Linked DNA regions of Ovis aries: region 2 is linked to region 1. A link is a contact called in public Hi-C data. All regions are on one chromosome and are shown on one strand. Each heading gives the region's core, a stretch centred on a gene start, on an enhancer-like site or on the middle of the called end of the contact. The rest is flanking DNA. Distances are from core to core; before and after follow the strand shown. Region 1 has its middle 37 kb from the start of CDK1. Region 2 overlaps RHOBTB1 (Rho related BTB domain containing 1).

What was found. A called contact is a pair of places that touch in the nucleus more often than the background predicts.
Region 2: a Hi-C map of liver shows a contact between it and region 1, with 5 times the contacts expected there. The contact joins two enhancer-like sites. A contact is called at or near these places in 9 of 16 Hi-C or Micro-C datasets (hypothalamus, liver, mesenteric adipose tissue and 5 more).

Annotation. Positions count from the first base shown.
Region 1 is chr25:15,850,209-15,855,873 of ARS-UI_Ramb_v3.0, reverse strand. It overlaps the pseudogene LOC101121063. Among named protein-coding and RNA genes, the nearest start is that of CDK1, 37 kb to the right of the region's middle. Within about 2 kb of position 2,068, at least 2 of the 54 cell types and tissues checked have an H3K27ac peak or open chromatin away from gene starts, as enhancers often do. A contact at or near this core is called in liver, where this site is marked.
Region 2 is chr25:16,009,694-16,015,358 of ARS-UI_Ramb_v3.0, reverse strand. It overlaps RHOBTB1 (Rho related BTB domain containing 1), which reads left to right. Exons shown (of 14, transcript XM_060406492.1): 4 at 839-905. Among named protein-coding and RNA genes, the nearest start is that of RHOBTB1, 41 kb to the left of the region's middle. Within about 2 kb of position 2,843, at least 7 of the 54 cell types and tissues checked have an H3K27ac peak or open chromatin away from gene starts, as enhancers often do. A contact at or near this core is called in liver, where this site is marked.

The DNA.
Region 1 (5,665 bases), core at 819-3,318:
GCTTCAGCATCAGTCCTTCCAACGAATATTCAGGACTGATTTCCTTTAGGATGGACTGGTTGGATCTCCTTGCAGTCCAAGGGACTCCCCACTGCCACAGTTCAAAAGTATTAATTCTTTGGCACTCAGCTTTCTTTATAGTCCAACTCTCACATCCATACACAACTACTGGAAAAACCATAGCTTTGACTAGACATACCTTTGTTGGCAAAGTAATGTCTCTGCTTTTTAATATGCTGTCTAGGTTGGTCATAGCTTTTCTTCCAAGGAGCAAGCGTCTTTTAATTTCATGGCTGCAGTCACCATCTGCACTGATTTTGGAGCCCAAGGAAATAAAGTCTGTCACTGTTTCCATTGTTTTCCCATCTATTTGCCATGAAGTGATGGGACCAGATGCCATGATCTTAGTTTTTTGAAGATTGAGTTTTAAGCCAACTTTTTCACTCTCCTCTTTCACTTTCATCAAGAGGATCTTTAGTCCCCCTCTTGTGCACATGCAAGAGGGAGATATATTTTGCTTTTTTTCACAGACTTATTTTACTATGGAATACTTTATTTGTATTCTTAAGACTTTCATGATTAATGTTCTAAGGGACAAATTTTGGGAAGTGCTATTGTAGAATCCTAATTCATAGATCCATTTCACCCAAAGATTGTGCAGACTGATGTTTCAAAGTATTCCCTGAGGCCTGTCTAGGTTACTCTCACTGTCCCTCCACAAGCCATAAGTGTTGCTTCAAGTGACCAAATAAAATATCCCATAACCTAAATGTCTGGATGGGGGGCCGAAGACAGCTGGAGAACAGAGAAGGATTGGAGAGCAAAGAGAAAGAATTACAATGACTTGAGCTCCAGATTATCCTGAAGAGTCATAAGAGTATTTTGGTTGAACAAAATGATCATTTACTATGAAGATGCAGCGTGTTTTCTCATTAAAAAAAAAAAAAAGGAAAAAAGGGTGGACTCTGGACTCAAGGACAAGATGGAACTGGAATCCTGGATGCCACCAAGGCTTCCTCTCTGTCAGTGGTCCTCAGGATCCCCTTCATCATTCTCTCTCTCTGTAGACTTCTGATTTTGCTTCTTGGCTGGCAAGATAAAAAATATGGTGACCAACATTTCCAGAGTTTGTCTGTCATTGTCCAGTCATTAGGAAAAAGGGTCAACTGACTTAATCCCAAATTCTTAAGAAAGAGATATTGGTCAGGTTGCTAGCTACTGGTGAGAACACTGGATGGGTCACAGAATATGCCAGTCATACAGTGATTGTGGGGTATAAGGGTACAGTATGGTTGCCCATATACAGGTGTGGAGCTGGGCAGACCACCTAAAAGATGGCTGTTCGAATACAAGATGTGTTCTGGGTACAGCTGGTTTTTAAAAGCACTTTCTCGCTTTCTATAAATAAATAAACAGGATTTTTTTTTTTATGATTTTCAGTTCTTCAGAATCATGATCCAAAGCAGTGGCTCTCCTCTGCTGACCTGTAGATGTGTCCTATGGAGGGGATGCTACAGTCTGTGCTAGCCATTTCTGAAAACCATTTCAGCCGAGAAACATTTGAGATTGCATTTTTAAAAAAATGATTTGTTTCTTTCCTCTAAAATCTGAGTCCATGGAGGGAAATTTGGTTAATTAACAATATTTGTTTTGAGAAACTGGTTATTTAAAGCTTCACTGGGCGGAATTTCAGTTGTTTTAGACTATTACATCCTCCATATTTAATGCCATCGTTTCGAAAATGGATTGACTTCAGAAGTACTTTTCTCTTGCTTTGGAGATTTTGCACATTGGCCCAAATGGGTTTTTATTTTCCATTTTAATTTATACAGTATAAATACAATGCTGGACTTCTTCGGAGTTAACAGTTTCACTGTGCAGATGTTTCTTGAAAGCCTTTTCAATTCATGCACTGGTTTAAAAAAAGTTTTTTTTTTTATTAGCCTGGCAGGCAGCCAGAAAAAAGAAAATTCCATTTTGCATAAACTGTAAGATTTTCTTCCTTGTTCTTTCCCTACCCCCAGCCAGCTACAGGATTATTAGGATTAAAGATGCCATAGTGACATCTTGTGGTCAACTGCCAGAGACACAGCCAAAAGCGGTGGGATGACAAAAGTGATCTAGTTCATTCTCCCACAAGTATTTCTTGATTTATGTTATTTGCTTTTTATTTACCAGTTGGCTGAAATCACTCTAGAGTTCCAGGCTGTTTTGCTCTATGGGAACTACTCAAATTTACCCCATAGAAAGGATAAACATGCTGTGTTCTGGAAAGGAAAAGAAGGACATAACTTTTGTTTTGCCTTTTTGTTGGACTCTCTCCTGCAAACAGTATTGCACAAGCTACTCAGTAATAACTCTGAAAAATACTGAAATCTTTTCACTAAAAACAGACAAGGAACAGTGATTCTAAATGAGCTCTCATTCTTTATAATTCTAAGCTTTTAGCAACTAACAGATTGTTTATTTAGCTTGTTTAGTATTTAGATGAAATGTATAAATAATAACCCTGCAAACTTTATTTCTTCACCCAAACTAGTATCAGTTCAGTTCAGTTCAGTTCAGTTGCTCAGTCGTGTCTGACTCTTTGCGACCCCATGAATCGCAGCACGCCAGGCCTCCCGTTCCATCACCAACTCCCGGAGTTCACTCAGACTCACGTCCATCGAGTCCGTGATGCCATCCAGCCATCTCATCCTCTATCATCCCCCTTTCCTCCTGCCCCCAATCCCTCCCAGCATAACAGTCTTTTCCAATGAGTCAACTCTTCACATGAGGTGGCCAAAATACTGGAGTTTCAGCTTTAGCATCATTCCTTCCAAAGAAATCCCAGGGCTGATCTCCTTCAGAATGGACTGGTTGGATCTCCTTGCAGTCCAAGGGACTCTCAAGAGTCTTCTCCAACACCACAGTTCAAAAGCATCAATTCTTCGGTGCTCAGCTTTCTTCACAGTCCAACTCTCACATCCATACATGACTACTGGAAAAACCATAGCCTGGACTAGACGGATCTTTGTTGGCAAAGTAATGTCTCTGCTTTTGAATATGCTATCTAGGTTGGTCATAACTTTCCTTCCAAGGAGTAAGCGTCTTTTAATTTCATGGCTGCAATCACCATCTGCAGTGATTTTGGAGCCCAAAAAAATGAAGCCTGACACTGTTTCCTCTGTTTCCCCATCTATTTGCCATGAAGTGATGGAACTAGATGCTATGATCTTCGTTTTCTGAATGTTGAGCTTTAAGCCAACTTTTTCACTCTCCTCTTTCACTTTCATCAAGAGGCTTTTTAGTTCCTCTTCACTTTCTGCCATAAGGGTGGTGTCATCTGCATACCTGAGGTTATTGATATTTCTCCCAGCAATCTTGATTCCAGCTTGTGCTTCTTCCAGCCCAGTGTTTCTCATGATGTATTCTGCATAGAAGTTAAATAAGCAGGGTGACAATATACAGCCTTAACATACTCCTTTTCCTATTTGGAACCAGTCTGTTGTTCCATGTCCAGTTCTAACTGTTGCTTCTTAACCGGCATATAGGTTTCTCAAGAGGCAGTTCAGGTGGTCTGGTACTCCCATCTCTTTCAAAAGTTTCCACAGTTTATTGTGATCCACACAGTCAAAGGCTTTGGCATAGTCAATAAAGCAGAAGTAGATGTTTTTCTGGAACTCTCTTGCTTTTTCGATGATCCAGCGGATACTGGCAATTTGTTCTCTGGTTCCTCTGCCTTTTCTAAAACCACCTTGAACATCTGGAAGTTCACGGTTCACTTATTGCTGAAGCCTGGCTAGGAGAATTTTGAGCATTACTTTACTAGCGTGTGAGATGAGTGCAATTGTGCGGTAGTTTGAGCATTCTTTGGCATTGCCTTTCTTTGGGATTGGAATGAAAACTGACCTTTTCCAGTCCTGTGGCCTGACTAGTGTCAATGGAGATTAAAAACCTGCTTGCATAATTCTTGATTTTTAAAAAATAAATATAGTAAATAATATATAACAATAAAAAATATTATTGGAAGCTTTGTAAAATATACAAAAAAGATATGATATAGTGTTAAAAAAGCACAACACCAAATTATATATCAGCTGTGATCCTATATGCACACCAGTGTGACAATCTATACAGTGTAGAAGTCTACACAAGTATGGATGCAAATGTCAATATCAAGGCCTACATGGAGAAGGGTGTAGACACAGAAATAAGCCCAGAAAAAACACTGATACTAATAAGCATTTTCTGTTTCATTATACTATTGTTGTTGCTGTTCAGTCTCTAAGTTGTGTCCAAATATTTGAGGCCGTATGGACTGCAGCAAGACAGGCTTCTCTGTCCTCCACTGTCTCCTGGAGTTTGTTCAAATTCATGTCCATTGAGTTCACATACTGCTGAAGCCTAGCTTGTAGGATTTTGAGCATTATCTTGCTACCATGTGAAATGAGTGCAATTGTATAATAGTTTGAACGTTCTTTGACATTGCCCTTCTTTGGGATTGCAACAAAAACTGACCTATTCCAGTTCTACGTGAAAAAAAAAAATAATTACCAAATTTCTTCCAAAGCAGAAATTAAAGCATATTATAAAACTATAGTGATAGGCTTCGCAGAGAGTCGCCAGTTTGTTGCTTCAATAGTGCTTGAACTGAACCGGCTGCTCATCCCCCCGCACCTGCTGGCCACTCAGAGCCAGCCCTCCTCACCACCTGACAGGGCCCTCCGACCGCCCAAGGTCCCTGCCGCCACGCCGCCGCCGCCGGTCACCGCTGCCTCTTGTCAGCCACCCGCCGTGACGACTGCACCCTCCTTGCAGGTGCCCTAGAACTACCGCCAGTACTTGGAGGCCTCCATCAACGGCCAGATCAACCTGGAGCTCTACACCTCCTACGCCTACCTGCCCATGTCATACTATTTTGACCACAATGATGTGGCTTTGAAGAACTTTGCCAAATACTTTCTTCACCAATCTCATGAGGAGAGGGAACATACTGAGAAACCGATGAAGCTGCAGAACCAACAAGGTGGCCGAATCTTCCTTCAGGATATCAAGAAGCCAGACCACGATGACAGGGAGAATGGGCTGAATGCAAGGGAATGTGCGCTGTGCTTGGAAAGAAGTGTGGATCAGTCACTACTGGAACTGAGCACGCTGGCCACTGAAAAAAATGACCCCTATCTGTGTCACTTCACTGAGACTCAGTACCTAAATGAGCAGGTAGAAGCCATCAAAGAACTGGGTAACCACATAATCGCATTGTGCAAGCTGTGGGCCCCTGGATCTGGCCAAGCAGAGTACCGCTTTGACAAGCACACCCTCGGACACGGTGAGAACTAAGCCTCAGGCTGCCTTCCCACAGCCACAGGGGTGACTTTCCTGGGCACCAAGGCGGTACATGCATATTTAGGTTACCTTCACCTTTCTATAAGTTATACTGAAACAACTACTTAACTTCTTTCTTTAGCACCATTCCTTCAAACAAAGTAATTTGGTACCCCCCCCAAAAAAAATAAATAAACAATAAAACTATCGTGATTAAAAATATATAGCGCTGACACATGAATAGATTGAGAGACCAATGAAAAAGAATAGAAAGTCTAGAAGAGACCTAAGAACACATGGGAATTTAGTATGTGATAAATTTAATATATCTTAAAGAGCAATATCGCAAATCCATAGA
Region 2 (5,665 bases), core at 1,594-4,093, 160 kb before region 1:
CTTTGCCCCAAGATTGCCATCATTTCTAAGGGATGAAGAAAAAGTGGGACAAAGTTCCCACCAGTGACAACCCTTGAAGGCATCTAGAATACATTCTCTTACATTCTCTTTGCTCATCTTTTCCCTCTTAGCAACAGTGTAGTCTGTCATTTCCATTTCAAAGTTACAAACAAAGAAAACAGAAATCTCACAAGTCTGTTCTCTTTCTCATCTATCCACATAACCATCCCCTCTAAGCTGCGGGTTCATCTTTTACTGGAACATTCTGCTCCTTGAACTTAAAGAGCAACGTGTGTGTCCTGAGTTTTTTTTTTAATTGACCTCAGATCATTTGGGGGTTTTCTTTTGTATCGATCACTCCCTCGCCTGCACGGCTCATCACCGGAATCTTCCCCAATCCACTTCTTAGCGTTCCAGCCTCCCATCACTAGTTGTTCCCTTCTCAGAGGAACTGACTTCCCTAATCAGCACATCTGAAGCTATGACACCACGTTGCTCTGTCTCCTCTTACCATGCTTTATTTTTCTTAAAAGCCTGACTGCAGCCTAGAATTAAAGATGTGCTTAATTTGTTTTCTTTCTCCCCTACTAGAATATCAGCCCTATATGAACAAGGATGTGCTTTGGTCCACATCTGTGTCCCAGGGCCTGGAACACTGCTGCTGTTTGCGAGTTTCTCAGTAAACAGATGCTTAATGAACAAAGCAATAAATGGATTATTTAAAGTAGAGATGCAGAGACACTGGAAAGAATGTCATATAAAAACCACATCAGAATGATGTGCAACTGTATATGGTAGAAACTGCTTGTTTTAAAGTGACTTTTGTTTTATTTTTTAGATAATATAATCGGAGCTTCTCTGTTTACCTGAAAACCATCTCATAGACAAGTTAAAAATGTGGAAAGGTAAAATTTTTAAGAAATTACTCATAATCCTAATACCATAAAAACTGACATTAAGAGCTTTGGGGTTTGTTTAGAATATTTGCAACCTTTTCAATCTTTTCAAGATATTTTCCCTTTGAAATTTTTATGCTATAGAGTTCTTCTAATCTGTCCCCTGAATTTTTAAAAATCTGGTCTCATAAATTTACCATATTTCTCTGATTTTTTTCAGAATTTTTATCCCCATCAGTTTTTAAAACTCTTATTTCTATTGTTCTTTAAGATTCTTATTATTTCCTATGAGTTAGAACTTGATTCTAACTTGATTAATTAACTTGATTCATTTTTTTTTAAATATCAGCTCCCCCATTCATTTCCTCAAATCTTTGTACAATGAAATTGCCAAGAAGGTACATCAATGACCTATCTGATGTCCTGAGTTCAGCTGAAAATGAATTCCAGGACAGTTCGTTAGAGACACCATCAACACATATTTCATAAAACATTCGTTTCATTTAGTCTTAAAACATTATTCTACCATTGTGGATATACTGTAAGAATTAAGGTAATGGAAAAATACTGAAAAGAGACTTCCTAATAAATCTATATTCATTCATTCAACAATTTTGAGGCCCTATTATGTACCAAACACTGTTTGAAGCACCTGATACACCAAAATGGAAGCAAAGAATATACTACTTAGGAAAACCACACCAACTAATTCTTATTCAAATATTTTTGAACACCTACAATGTGCAGGCACTATGCTAGGCATATAAGCATGGAAATATCATAATATCAATGATCAGACACACTTGGGTTTAAATCTCAATTACATTCTAGCTTATAAACTGCTGAATAATTTACCCAGAAACTGGGAACAAAAACACACACTTAAAGGACTACTATTAGGCTTGAGAAATTAAATCATCCAAGATACTGGTGATACAAACATGAGCAAAATAAATTCCCTTTTCTCTAGATACTTGAAGTCTAGTAGATAAGATACATAAAACATAAGCATCTTGATATTTTTTATTTGTTGAACAAAGTCAAATCTAATACAGGACAAAATGTGTTACTGTCATACAGTTCTGTTCTACAGAATGGTAAGTTTCTTTATACGCCTCCTAAGATAGTGTCTTTTGAGTAATGGAATACTCAACAAATGTTAAATGGATGAACAAACAGATGTTATGTAAGTGGCTCTTTCACAATATCATCCAAAACTCATGAAATTTTCTCAAGAATATCCACTTCCAAAAAACCTCATTTAGTATTATTTAAATTCTCCTTTAAGAGTTGGAAGTGAAAGTATATTACTTTCTGCTTATAAAGTAGGATTACAAAAGATACTGTCCCTAATTTTTCAAGCTTTATATCGAGACGGTTGAAGGACCCAGGGGTACTTTAAGTTATATCTCCCATGTGGAAATCACAAGCTGATTTTTTGGTCTTCAAATCAGTGACACTTCTTTTGTCTAGAAATAAGGATCAATTTGGCAACTTTGGAAATGTTTGCACATTTTCCTCCATACACACTGACTTTGTGAAAAAAGACGGAAGGAGCCAGGGTTGCAGGTTTCTGGAACACCGAAAGCTGAAAGTATAAACAGTGACTAACATGTTAGTCATAATAAGCAGCTGTTCCTTAACAGGGCAAGAAAAAACAGGTTTAAAATTCCACAGGAACATCAGTATAGACAAAATACAAAACCTTTTATCAGCCGAGAGGGACTCTAAATTGGGTGACCATAAAAGAGCATGTGATGTAAAGATTTGGGGGGGGGATTATACAGCTATCCTTGAAGTAATTTTAATTAGCTTTTCATTAAGCTTTCCTTAATAAAAGTGAGGCAGCAAATGATTTTCCAAGGTCTTAACTTTCTAGCAGGTTGGAGACTTTGCTTATTTTCCATGTGTCCCCTAGAGGGCAGCGGTGGCCCAAAACACAGGAAAGGATTTTCTCTCTCAGCCTCTGGTGATAACCTCCACTCCAGTCTCGTAATCATCTTCCACTGACCTACCTGCTGTATGCAAGCTGGCAGTGGTATGTCTATTTCTGAATACCTAACTAGTAAAAGCATTAAATACTACAAAAGGACCTGCATGAAGTATACTTTTAAAGAGACTGAAAGTACATTATATGAAGATTGTATTTTATGTTTGTATTACTTCACACATACACACACACACACACACACCCTAGTTGGTCCTTTTTATGCATTTTTCATGCATTTTTGGAGTAGAGAAGGGCACGAGACAGTTGGAGGAAAAATAAATTGGGCCAAGGCAAAGAAATCAAAGTTTTTTTCTTTCAGCTGGTTTGAAACAGTCCAGAGTTATTACTGAATGCCTATCCATCCATCCATCCATTCATTCAGGAGTCACCTATTAGGTATTGCATTTGGCAGTGTGTGGAACAAAGAAACTCCTATAAGGAGCTTATAATTAAGAAAGTGATGCTCAATCACATTATCCAGAGAAGGACAACACAGGAGTATACCCAGCTAGCAGCAATGTGCCATAAGAATCTGCTTCTCTGACACATGGATTTCTTTTGAATGCGTATGAACACCTTGCCTGGTCCAACAGAGCCCATAACTTTCTATTTAAAAGGTGATGACCAACCACCTGAAGCTACCTAAATGGGAAAGGAGAGCCTGAGTGTGTGTTTTTCTAATGCTGAGGTTTTCTTTTTTAGTTAATGCTGCTTGTTTAAATATTTTATTCTGCTCATAGACATTTTTATGCAAAGGGTGCAGCTTTCAAAAGAGCCTTTTTGTAAGACTGCCCTAAAAGCCTCTTGTCATGCTTGTGAATTTATCTTCTGGAAGATAACAATCTTTTTTTTTAATTGTATTTGGATTATTTGCTAATTAAACCTCTCTATTCACTTTCATTTTATAAAACTGGGAGCAAGATGTGTGTAAAGAAAAAGATTAACAAATGCCAGAATTGTAATTCAGTAAATATTTGCTGAGCCATTTGGGTTTTTTTGTATGGAGCAGTGGGTAACAAAAAACGGTCTACCTGTATGACAGTGAGTGGCTGAGGACATTCCTGCCATTCAAGCCAAATAGTGTGGTTTATGTGGTTGCTTGTTTACACAGGCTGCTTTGGCTGAAAACTACATGTATTTGCAATACTTTCTGGGGGACTTCTGCCATCACATTTGTATCCATGGTCTGCACTACAATCAAAGACCTTGAGACATTAGAAAACAGACTTCCAATCCTAACGATATGCCTGACGGTCTAACTAGCCATTTATGATGGTCCAATCCTAGATTAGGAATGATGTATTTGTTTAAATACACAGAAATTGGTGGGCAGTTTAAGTGATACTGCCCTGCAGAGGTCAAGTAACAGAATCATAGTATTGTCAGCATATAGGTTATGCTCAGGATGCCAGGACCAAGCCAGGAAGGGGACAAAATTGTTACAAATGGACCAGAAACCATAGTGTTTTTTAAATTATTTCTATTTGGCCATAATGGACCAAGCCATTGGTTATTTCCAGGGCTACAAAGAATAATATTAAATCTGTATCAAAGGACAGATAAGCATCTAAGTATTTGTCAAGTGGAAAGCTTCCTTAGAACAAAACAGAAAATTAGGATTGCAAAAGACCTAGACATTTACACTAGATATTTTATGAGGGGAAAAAAATACACTATGTAATTTGCTTCTTCCTGAGGATGTGGAAATTTCCCCTGAAGGGTAGAAAACAGTGTTTGTAGAAAGAGTATGTTTAAAAGCCAATTTGGCCTCCTGACTTTGTTTTGCATTTGTGGATTGAGATAAGCCTATGAAATTATGAAATGTCTGCTGTTAAATGTTAATCATTCTTCTATCCCCTACCACTTCTGTGTTCTTATATTTAAAAGGAAAATATAACCAGTTGCGCATATTTTGATATATTATCTGTTATAGAAAAGTGCCTCTTTTTCTGTTGAGAAGGGTTATTTTGAAGGTCAGAGATAGGTGATTTTAATATCAGTTCCAACAAGAGCTGCAGAGATCACTAACTGCATATAATTCATCAGCAGATGTTTTCAACCACGTGGCTCATTTTGAAAGTTTCTACTCAGGACAGTCCTAGCACTGGGTCTCAGGAAGAGAAAAAAATGGCCACCTCCTTTAAAAATATAAACAACCATTACATTTAATAGCACTGTAATACCTATCTGACTTAGAATTTACAGCTTTATTAAAAGCACTTCTGGGGGTTATGAACTGGGAGATTGGGCTTGACATATATACACCACTGATATATATAAAACAGATAACTAATAAGACTTCTATAGAGCTCAGGGAACTCAGTGCTCCGTGGTGACCTAAATGGGAAGGAAATACCCCAAAAAAAGAGGGGATATATGTATACATACAGCTGATTTACTTTGCTGTACAGTAAAAAACTAACATAATATTATAAAGCAACTATACTGTATAAATACAGACTCCACCATCTGACTCTCAACACTGCGGCCATGATGAAGACCGCATCTTCCCAAGGCAATAATAATAATTTCAAAGGTATTAGAGGTGGGGAGTTGGGGGTAGCTAAGCTTCCAGCCCTTCCCAGGAGGCCACAGAGCACGCAGTCCCGCTGTAGTCACTGGAAATTCTTCATGACGTGGGCTGCGACCGCCCATAAATAAGAAAGTGTCTGATGGACGATGGGGACATGGTCCAGAATACTAACATCACATAAAGCTCTCTCATGAGTATGTCCAGTTTGAATATTTGGTCTAACTGAATAGTTCAAACTCAGAAAGA